Regions from separate parts of the Gossypium hirsutum genome. Here region 2 is linked to region 1. The links are chromatin contacts, called in public Hi-C maps. All regions are on one chromosome and are shown on one strand. The core of a region is the stretch at or near the end of the contact, and the rest is flanking DNA. Distances in the headings are between cores, read along the strand shown.

Region 1 (5,858 bases), core at 1,617-4,116:
AATTGAGAGTTTACTCACTAAGTTCTATCGAACTTACCTTGGTGGTTTTATGTCAAAGGTAAGATAAATGATCGAAAAACCACCAAATAAACATGATGTCATGCGTTAAATGAAAATGACCAAAGCACAATACATACACAATTTACTATGATGACATCCTTAAATATTCATGCAATATTTACCAACTCAACTAGCTTATTAATCACATATTTATGCATACGTCACATATCGTAATATTTCATTTAATGATAAATTGACACATAAGGCTATGAATATAAGAGTGGGCTCTACCACCACACATTAGATACACGGATCTCCAACACACCAATGACTCAATAAGTCAAACATATCCCAAAAGCATAGCATGTAGCTAACACATTCCAACACACCAACATATCCCAGTGAATGGAGTTGAGCTCAGATTCCCTTATCACTCCAAAACTGTCCTGGGCCTTAACGCTCCAAAAACAAAACACAAGGGTGAGTACTTACAAATCTTATGGCATGCCAACTATATCCAATAGTCTCAAAGATCACAAGGCCAAAATATCCATAATTAAACACACATTTTACTTATTGTATTCTGCACACTTTCATTGCATATTCACATTATAAGCACAACATCATCACTGTCATACGACATGTATAACATACCCACAATTAACACATTCACAATAGTCATCACAAGCATATTTCACATGTCACAGTATCACATCTTAATTCTCAATTCCACCACATAATTGTATATTTCGTAAATTAAACAGGGGTATGAGAAAGCTTACACTCGAAACTTAGAGTAGGGGTTTAAGCTATTCCTAAGCTCCCAAATAACACAATGAATTGTGTCTACTAGCAATGATTCCAAACACTTACTGTTTGCACTTTTGCCTAGTCGTCGAAAGTCTAAACTAGATTTTCCTTTCCTTTTGCCTTGCTCGCCGAAGGCTTCAACGGTTCTGATTCTTCATGCAAAACAAATCACACAACAAACATAATTATTATTCAGCCACAGACTCACCTAAATCAACCAAAAATGCAAGACTAAGCTAGATTCTCTTGAAACTAAAATTTCGACTAGCTTAGCCGAAACACAAAAATCTCAACTCCTACTTGCTCCTATTGCGTAAAACTGATTCTAATCGTCTAATTATATATCTAAGAATAATTCCCAACCTTCAAACTACACAAAACTACACGGATTCATCGTTCTGAAATTTCAACATACAATGGCAAGTTTCACAAAAACTCAATAAAACCTTAAAATTCTTTAACGAAACTTTAGGGAAAGTTTAGAAACCTTCTAATCACATCAAAACAAGTTGAAAAACACTTTGAAACATCGTTTTCATTCAAAATCCCGAATTCCACCATTAACAACCCAATTTTTGGCATTTATTCAAAAATTTTGATTCAATAGATAAAAACTCGATTTCAAAGGCTAGATATCATCAAAAACTAATAGGAAAACAAGTCATTACCTTCGATGAGAGAAAAACGAATGTTTGGTTGAAAATCCAAAAAACCCACAAGTTTGAGAGATAACAAAATTAATGGTGTTTTTGGTGTTTCTCTTTGAATTTGAAAGAGATTTGGTGTTTGGGATTTGATAGAATTCAAAAGGATTAGAGTTGGAAAGATCAAAATAGATGAATGAGGTTTGAGGAGGGACGACACAAATAGGTGAGAATGCTTTTTTTTCTTTAATTGTCAAAATAGGGTGAAAAAAGGGGAAAATTGGCTGATTTAAAACCTCATACATTTGGTTTAAAATTACTCTTAATTTAATCCCTTTGACAAAGTAGTCCTCTTTTTTAAAATTGAAGGTCTTTTCTACTTTATTTTCAAAAATTGATTTAACTATAAAAAAGCCATAGACGAACACATTTCTGGTTTACCATGCTTAAAATTTTCGAACACATTTTAAACTAAAATCTCTAAATTATCCTCGAAACTACTAGGCTTAATTTTGGGATGTGATAGCAATCCTATTCTACGCACGTTTCATATCAACAACTTAAACAAATACTAATATTTATAATTAAATTATGGACTATAAAACATTTACTATAAAATATTTATAAATTGTAATATTTATTATTACAATATTAATATAAATATTGTTAATAATATATTAATAATATTTAAAATTTAAGATCATTATTGTTAAAATTTATTATTAAGATAGGATTGCAATATTAAATATTTATTAAAACAATAAATTATATTATTTATATTAATAGTTTACTATATTGTTAAATATAAATAATTAAATATGTATGTTTAATAATATTTAACATTATGATATTTGTTATTAATATTTTATATTTTTAAAAATAAAAAAATTATTAATATAATAATGTTAGATTTGATTCAAATCAATTGTGATATAAAAATTAAATTACTCATAAAATAATTTTCTTTTGAAAAATGACTTACCCTTAATTTGAGTTCATCAAACTGTTTTCTATGAAATAAACACATGGAAATATAAAAAAGAAAAACAATTTCGCAAGTCATTTTCTTTGACTAGAGGAAAATTCTTACTAAAGCCTCCCAAGTTTTTGAAAATTTTATTTACACCTTTAATTTATTTTGAAATTTTTAATTAAACCCTAACTTTTGAAAATTACTATTAAATCTTTAAAATTTTTTAAAACTTTCAATTAAACTATTTTTTAATATTTTAAATTTTTATAAAACTTCTAAAATTTTTGAAAATGTTCACTAAAACTCTTTAAATTTTTAAAAAAATTTAATTAGATCTGATCCGCACCTTTAATCCAATAGAGACTAGAAGTTAAACGGCATCGTTTACATTGCCGTTCACTGATGAGGTTCTTACAAATCGATAACACGGAAATTAAATCACAAGAAAATTGAAAAATCATATCCTTCTTCTCGCATTGAATTCTGTTGGGAAAAAAAAATGGAAGAAGAGAAGGCGGCAGCTTACTACGATGAGCTTACCAGGAAAGGTGAGGGAGCGGCCAGATTCAAGCGAGGCCTCGGTTTCTCCTCTTGCGATGATCAACACGATGCGGTTCCTCAAAGAGGCACAACCTTTGTCTCTCCATGTTCATCCTTCCTCAGCAGTTTCGTCAGGGCCTCGAGTCCTACCACCGCTTCCAAGCTTGAGAAAGAATCTCAACTTCAACCGATCCAACATAAGCTAAAGAAGAAGCCGGAAAGAGAAGCTAGGGTTTCGGCGAGAACCAACGTGGAGAGAGACGGAGATAAGCATTCAAGGAGGCGAAGCAGAAGCACGAGTAGGGAGAGATACTGGGAAAAGGATAGAGAGAGAAGGAAGCGGAGAAGGAGTAGGTCGCCTCGTAGAGATCGGAGGAGTGGGAGTAGAGATCGCCGGAGGAGGAGTAGGTCGCCTCGTAGAGAAGGGAAATTGGAGCGGAGGAAGAGGAGCAGGAGTTTGTCGCCGCGGGAGTCATGGAGGTCAGAGAGGCATGGGACGAGAGAGGGGAAATCCAAGAAGGAGAAAAATGGAGCTGTTAATTATTCGCTGTTGATCCAAGGTTACGATAGTATGGTATGAAGTTTTTACAGTCTTTTCTGTTATATTATTTTCTTTAATAGTCATATACAATGTGTTATCTACTTCGTCTAGCTCAGTACATTTATGATTGCTGCTGGTTTTTTGAAAGAATCGATCCCCTCACTTCTTAGTCTTCTCTTTATCAAGTGGTATTATCGATTAAATTTAGTAAGATTTTTATGATTCAGTGTATGATAAGAAAGTTTGGCCAGAAGAGATTTGGAATTTTATCTTGGAAGCTATTAGTATGTCATGGAAAACGAAAATAAAAAAGAGTAACATTTGAGGACATCCTAATTAAGAGTAGAACTTGGTTTAATTCTATTTATTCTATTTGAATTATATGAACCTACTTTTTGTTCAATTTGCCTGATATTGGGAAATTATTTTTCTGAAATTGGAATCTTTGATTCTAACTCCTTTACGGTAAGCATAATGAATTCTATGCCTTTATTTGTGATTGATTCTCCATTGGCTCTTTATCTTATCTCAAAGACTAAAGAGTGACTTTGTCAAGTACATTTTGTCTGCTTGGATCTTTCTGTTTAAGGCCTTTGCTTTAAGGAGTGATGAAAAGGCATTTCTTTTGTGAACAGTTGCCTCCTGAAAGAGTTAAAGCCAAGATGAAACTTCAACTTGCTGAAGCAGGTAGTTTGTCCTATTTCTTTGGGTTTCCATTTTATTGTTGCTTAAGTGTTATGGGCTTCCGGGAGTGCTATGCAGTGTTTCTTGTTTTGTTGATGTTTGATACTACCAACTTAGCATTATTTTGTTTATGAGGTGAACATCTTAGTTTATCTCTGTGGGAAATCAATGTGATCATAAGAAATCAAGTTTAGCTAGGGGTGTGCATTTGGTCGGTTGATTATTTCGCTTTTTGGCTTTTTAAGATTTATTGACATATAAAAGAAAAAAAATATCAATTGTAGTTTACAAATTAGAAAATAAAAGAAAAAAAGGCAAAAATAATATTTGTAACTATTTCAAAAATAAAAATAGTATTATATAATAAACAAATTATTTATATTCTAATTTTTGTAGCAATGTGGGATTACTAGCCATTGCGAACTCCCTTTATCAAAAGCCATAACTTCTCATCTCTAAGTTCTTATATTCTAAGATATCATATACATATATATATTATCAATACTATTATTTAAACCTCTAGTTGAGTTCAAGTCAACTGGGCACCAACTCGGTTAGGAAAATTACAAAAATATCTTTTCGTATTTAGAATAAGTTATGTTATTCTAGGGTACTTTAGTCTTTTTATTTTTTATTTTTTAAATTCAATAAATAATTTGTATATGATGGAATTTGATCCCATGACTTTTGGGTCGATAAATCTTTAGCTTTACCACTCGACCAAAGCATTATCTTAAAATATTTTGTTTTACTAGTGAATATTATTTTGTGTTTCTGTTGGTTTAAAATAAATTCTTGCTGTTATGTCATCTAACTATACTGTTAATTATTAAAGACAATGGCTGTAACTCCTCACTGGTCTTGCTAAATTAGAAGGTTTACCTTCTGGTCTTTGTGTGTGAAGTTTTCCTCCATTCGTATATTAAGAGTTAAATTTTACATGCAGCTGAAAAGGATCCAACAACAGGCCCTGGTTGGGAACGGTTCGAGTTTGACAAAGATGCCCCTGTTGACGATGATGAAATTGAAGGTTAAACACCCATCCATATTGCCTGTTAATTATATTTTAAAACCAATTTTAGAAAAATCTATCAGGGTAATGTGATACTTTGGTCTATGGAAACAAAGTTCCTTGCAAGTTGGTTTTTAGGTTTATAATCTCAGTGGATTGCTGTTTTCCTTCGGGTAGCTGTTTAATAGGTATCTATGTTAAGCCTCATGAGTAATGATGCAGGAACTTAATATATTTTATAATATTTTTTTTACTTCAGTTTTATTTTATAATATTTATTTTAAGAATTGGATATATTTTGGACAGCTAGGAGTATTAGTTTTCTTTAGGGATTAAATCTAGGGTTAAGAATCAAACCTTATTTTCAAGGTCTTGTAACCAGGGATTTAAATAGATCTGGCAGGTTGTGTCACATTTATCGCAATTGCAGGCTTGAGGGAGACTACTGCGGTCATCGCAATTGCGGGTTTAAGGGAGACTATTGCGGTCTTCGCAATTGTGGGCTTAAGGGAGACTATTGCGGTCATGGAATTTTTTTTAATAATTTATGATATTTTACTTTGTTTATTTATGGGTTAAAAATAATTTATTAATAATATAAGTATACCTAACAACATTTAAATAAATATACAAACAAACATATAAAATTATTTT
Region 2 (6,493 bases), core at 2,149-4,648, 720 kb before region 1:
GTACACGGGCACCATTACTCTTCGGGCCAGGGCTTCTTGGGGCCTGGTAGATTGTTGGTCCCCCACCCGAACTTGAGGAATCACAACCTGAGGCTTTCTTCGTCGATGAATTCCATTCGGGTACATAAGCTCCACGTTGCTGCTTCGCTGAGCCTTGACTTCGCCCTTTGGCCTTGACAGATTGGGTAGTGACCATATAGCTAGTGACACTACTAGAGTCTGATTGCAGCTGCTGCTGAGTTAGGTATGAGCTAGATTTTATTGGTGTCACAACGTCCATTTCAACAGTCTTCTCCAACATGTTATCGGTGGTTGTAGTAGCGCGGGGTAGAGCCAAGTAAGCACCCTCTTGTAATCCCAATTGACGGGCAGGGTATGGTTGCGGCGACATCCAACACTCGAGCCAGTTCCAACCCCATTGCGCTTTCTCACGTTCATTGAGATACACTCCAACATCCTTGCCATTGTGCTGTGGTTGCACAAGGAGTTGTTCATGATGTTGCCGTTGTTCCTCCTGATGCAATAATGTGAATTATAACAATATTGTTAAAAAATGATATTATACAGTTAAATTATATATTTTTCACTGAAGAAAGTAATTTTCATATACTTAAAAACTATAATGAACAATAGTTGACCAACCTGATAGCTATAGGCATAAGCAAGGGCTCGTTCTCTTCTCATAACAGCATCATGTTTCTTTGAAGCACATCCATTGACATTCTCACCGTCCCAACTGTCATATTTGTTCAACGGACTCTTCGGCTTTCGTTCAAGTTTGAGTTCTTCCATTCCCCTTTTTTCTTCTTCGTTATCGTCTTCGTCATCATCCACTCTCTTTTGAAGCTTCTCTTGAGTTAGTTGCAACCTACGAGCTCGAACGCTTGCCTGCACCCGTACCAATGCTTGCATGCACCGCATTGTGTTTTGTGCTTGCTTCCGCACATTATAGCCTCTCACTAGTGCCTGTAATCTCACCAATCCCTTCAAAGCTCGCAAAGCTCTCCGAGCCTACAGAATCAAACTCGTTTGAAAACGAAAGTATATGCAGTGATTTTTTACTTAACCCCGTCTTACAATAGTGCCTTCATAGATTGAGAGGTTTTACCAGGTAGCCTCTGTAATACGACTGTATAAGAGTTGCAGCTCTTTCTTCCATAGAGTGGCGTCCATAACCAGCCAATCGAACAACTTTAGCCGCTGCTTGAGCAGCAGCAACAGCAGCTTCTGCAGCAGCAGCGGTTGCCAAGGCCACAGCAATGGCGTGGTCACTATCTTTGTTCGGAGTTGACGTTTCACTCTCATCTTTAGTGATGTCTGGTGAACTCTCTGCCGGAAAATGTTCAAATGACACTACTTCCGGGCCCTCATTCGGCCATTTCTCAACACTCTCGTTCTGAAAACCATGCCCGTACAATTGCTCAGTGTAAACAATAATTTCCTCAACATTTTCTTGTACAATGTTAAACAATGAACATTTTTATTTAAGAAAAAGTTGAGGACATATTGTTATTGCTATGGCATGATTGGGATCTAGCATTTGGAGCACATGATATCAAGTTGAATGACGTGAAAGCTGATAATAATGTATCAAGGAAGTTATGTCGATAGGGGACCGCAATCCCTTGCTAGTGTTCATGGTCCATGGAACAATGGAAAGGATGGTCATCTTTGTTCCACCACGTACAATAATATAGCTCTGACTATTATTTTAAATTATATATATAGGACCACTATGTCAAACATATATTCCATATAGTATAGATATAAATTATAAGTTAATATATCAACCATAATTACATATTCATATTTCATACTGACTTCCGAGTTTAGATAAAAAGGAATACTCCTCCAATATGAATTTACCTCGACTGAAATATTATTGAGAAAAATGTATAAAATTAAATTTGAAAATTAACCGTTTATGCATTTTTATACTTAAAATACGTTTAAGTCAATTAATTATGGAATTTCTTTTTGAGAATACCTGTTAGAAATACTTAATGTGTCATTTTCCTTGCATGCTTCCATATTTCAAAATTTAAATACTTTGTTGTTAATAGTTTTATAAATAAAAAAAAGATATATACACGGATTATGTATATTACCTTGTTATTGAATTAAACACATTATTAAAAATTCCTAAAAGAAAATCTAAATAAATTATCTTTAATTACATGCTACTATTTAATTCATTAACATCATATTAATATATCAAATATATTCTTTTATAAAAACCTGCCTCATATTTGTAATGTTTTCTCTTCTTTTAATTTTTTTTCTTTGCAAAAGTAATTAGAGCATCGCCATACATTTCAAAAATAAGCTAAAAATGAGTAATATCTATCTACTTTTTACAAATTTACGTTGGCTGCAAAGAAAAATAAAACAAAGTAATCCATGTTATTAAAAATTTTCTTTTTTATTGAAAAATTGTGTTGGACAAATTTAAATATTGATGTGGAATATGATATTTTAAACATGTAGGAAAAGTTCGATAAATCTAGTTTTGTAACAGATGACTTATGAATAATGGGCATGTAAGATACCCAGATAAGAGCTAACCATGTTCAGATAGGAAAAGGGTAAGCACCCCTAACTAAAAGAAACATAATCCAGAATGTTTTGGATTTTGGGTTTATTGTATTTTATTTTAAGTCTGCCTTAAAATGAAAATCTGAAAAAGAAAATCTTGAAAGATGTCAACATAAAAACCTTTGATCGGTTGCCTAGAAATTAAGCAAAGAAATCCAAAACCCAACAACAAAAAAAATCAGTTACCTTTTTCTCGGGCAAGTCCTTAGATGAAGACTTGAACACTTTCTTCACCGTGGAGAACCATCCACTCCCTTTCTTTCCCATCTCCTATCAATAGAGGTGCTTCAAAAGTCATAACAAAAACGGCATATATTTAACTTCATCAGACCAGCTTTATAACTAAATCACATTGCATCCAATTAAAAGGAAAAGTTCAATTATAAAAACAAGGTTGAAAACCCATGTCAATGAAAACAGAGAATGAATGCAAAGTAGAGGAACAACGAGTTAAGAAACAGAGTTTTTTTAAAAAAAATAGGTCAAAAGAAACCAGAGACAGTAACAGCAGGCTGAAACTTTTATCACTTGGCTTGATTTACTGTCATGTTTCCTCTCTATCATTTGACAAGAGTTGGGGGGAGAGATGAGAAAAAAGAGAAAACAGGTGATATGGAAAAATGATAGAAGGGAAGCAGAAGCAGTGGGCAAGAAAGTAGAGAACGAAGTAAATGAAGAGACCCACGCGATCGGCCGTTGGATTTATCAAATTCACGGGCTCATTATGGTTGCTTTCAGCCTAATGACATTCTCCCACATCACCATTTCCTCTCCTAAGCCTACCCTGTCATAGGCTTAGAATTTAACTAAGGGTTAAAATGATTTTTGGGATTCTTAATAACTATTTGGTTTGAATTTTTTTTAGGTTAAGTTCAACTTTCGACAATGTTGAGTTTGAAAATTTTTTATCTAAGTTAAAATTTGAACTTTTATAAATAAATTTTTGAAAATCTTAAAATTTATACATTAATAGGAGAACAATTGTCAAATTCAAATCTTAATGTAAAAATAATTACTAAGTTGATGGTCTAATTTGGACAAAAAATAATTCATACTTCAATATAAAAATAATTATCTAGTCCAAATTTTAATATGAGAACAATTATCAAATTTAAATTTAAAATTATTTTTTAATCCTATAAATAAATACGCTTATCACACCTTTAATCCATTTATAAAGTTTAAAAATTCTACAAGCTATTGCGTATAAAATAATTACTCATTTATTAATTTAAATATAAATGAATAAATTAAAATTCACATTTAATTTTTATTAATCTTTAAGTAGATTAATATGACATGCACTTTATTTTTAAATATTAATCAATTTAAGTTTATAACTTTACATATTTAGATAGTATAATTTTATTAATTTTAAAATTTTAAGTGTATTTATTTCATTGACTATTAGTAGTTAATTTTAAATATATTTATGTTTTTTTTCCTAAGCAAATTGTGATAATTATTTTTTAATATTGGAAAACAACTGGAGCATGAAGTCAATATCACACGAATTCCATGTAGCATAAGTCCCGTTATGGCCTCCTTTTTTTTCTTTTTTTTTTGGGGAGTGGGGAGGGGGGAGTGGGAAGTTAGGCTATTGTGTCTTAAAACCATAAAATTTGATGCATATAGACCAAAGGTTTAGTTCTCTTTTGGGCGTACACTTTCTCCTTTGATGGTATGATTTGATTTTCTTTTTTAACGTTAATTATGGAACCTTGTCCTTTTAATAATCCATTTTTTAATTAATATTATAATAAAGTTATAAATTTTATTTTATAAAGCTTTTAAGTTGACCGTCGCCTAAAAAGATAATAAAATTATTTGATTTTATTTATTACTCATCGGGTGGAAGACACCACGAGCACGGGGCCGCAACCGAGGAGTAAAGATTTCAACTACCACAAATCATAAAGCAACCGTGGTGGCCTTTTGGTGGTGACTTAATATTTTGTCCTCGCAATATAAATAAATGGTAAATTTTTTATCCTTATTTTTAAAATATCTAATATGATACTTAAATTATCAATATATATTTTATTATAGTACTTGTATTTATATAAAATGTTCAATATAATACATTTACTTTCAAAATATCTAATATAATATATGAACTATCAATATATACTTTATTATGGTACCTAATATTAACATATTAGTGAATCGCCAAATCAATCAATAAAATTTTTTTACGGAATTATTTTTTCAAATAATCAAATCAACATGAATAATATAACATTAAATAAAAAATAAAAAACTAAATTAAAAAATAATTAAACATATTCTTACTAAAAAAAGTAAATACTAATTTTACATGGAAAGTATAATAAAAAAGTATTTAAAAATTAATAAAAATATCATTTCAAATGGAAAATTCTTTGGAGAAGATGATCATTTATTTAAACGGAGATGACATTTTTGTTTATATAAGTTTAGTATTTACTTTTTTTATTAATCGTATGTTTAGTTATTTGATTTTAACTTTTTTTTGTTTTATTTAGTTTTTTACATAATATTATATTATCCATGTAACTTGATGATTTGGAAAAAATTTCTATATGCCAAATTTTTATTGGTTTATTTAGCAATTCATTAACGGTGTTAACAATAACAAATATTGATAGTTTACGTAGTACATTAGACATTTTAAAGTGTAGGTATTACATTGGACATTTTATGAAAGTAAGAGTACTATAATAAAAACACATATTGATAGTTTAGATATCACATCGTATATTTTCAAAATATAAATACCACATTAAATATTTTATACCAAATGTGATATTATATTTTTCTTCCTTTTAAATTCTATTCATTGGAGGATAAAATATTAAAAAGGTAGCCAAGGTAATTGTTATTAGATTCAAAATATTGTCCTCGCAATATAAATAGATGGATAAATTTTAATAGATTCAGAATTTATTTGTAAGTGCAAAAATACGAAATATTGGTAAATCTCTATGTCCCACACAATCAAACCTAAAACAAAACGCGATAGGATCTCTTAAAAAGAAGCAATTTGACTCCCCAAACATATATTTAATTTATACAAATGCATTATTTTAGAGAAAATTTTAAACGGATCAATATATTTTTTATTGTTGATTATATTACTGATTTTTTTATTTTATATATTTTTTATTACTTATAAGATTTTTTTATAAATAATAGTTTTCATTTTACTAAAACAATTTGTTAAATAAATTTACTTGATAAAAAAATTATCATACTTGTAAAATAAGAATTCTCAATTTATTAAAATATATTTATTAAAATAATTTATGTAATAATAAATTTAAAAAAATCAAATTTTATATTAAATCATTTTTGTAAAATTATTCTTTGCAATTTGGTTCTTATTTTATGTTACTTTATTTCTAACTTTACTAATCAATTTTTTTTTTTGTGATTTTATTCTCAGATGTTTATGAGCATAGATCAAATTATTGATTTATTACCTGTAGACCTTGAAACTGAGCAGACAATTAGATAAAGAAGACGTGAAAGATTTGCCCAAAGACAAGCCACAAAAATGGACCTTGGAAATCAAAATGATGGTCAAGGAAATGGAGTCGCTAATGTTCATAATCCAATCCTTATTGCTAATGACAAGGATCAAGCTATAAGGCAATATGTTGTTTCACTTTTTAATGAATTAAATTCGGGAATTAGGAGACCGGAGATCAAGGCACCACAGTTTTAATTGCTGCCTGTGATGTTCCATATGCGTCAAACAATGGGTCAGTTTAGTGGAATACCCACAGAAGATCCACACCTTTACCTTAAACTATTCATGGAGGTGAGTGATTCCTTTAAGATAGTCGGTGTAATTGAAGACGCATTGAGATTGAAGTTGTTTCCATAGTCGTTGCGAGATCGAGCACGAGCATGACTT

What was found. A called contact is a pair of places that touch in the nucleus more often than the background predicts.
Region 2: a contact with region 1 is called in a Hi-C map of leaf, with 2.2 times the contacts expected there. The contact joins the promoter of LOC107908887 here to the promoter of LOC107909069 in region 1. A contact is called at or near these places in 2 of 34 Hi-C or Micro-C datasets (both in leaf).

What each region holds. Positions count from the first base shown.
Region 1 is chrD08:30,083,003-30,088,860 of Gossypium_hirsutum_v2.1, reverse strand. LOC107909069 (splicing regulatory glutamine/lysine-rich protein 1) reads left to right here and starts at 2,866. Exons shown (of 6, transcript XM_041099095.1): 1 at 2,866-3,541; 2 at 4,144-4,195; 3 at 5,139-5,222. The coding sequence starts at 2,927.
Region 2 is chrD08:30,805,519-30,812,011 of Gossypium_hirsutum_v2.1, reverse strand. It overlaps LOC107908887 (protein IQ-DOMAIN 1), which reads right to left and starts at 3,398. Exons shown (of 5, transcript XM_041099957.1): 1 at 3,281-3,398; 2 at 2,782-2,865; 3 at 1,109-1,396; 4 at 643-1,011; 5 at 1-514. The coding sequence starts at 2,862.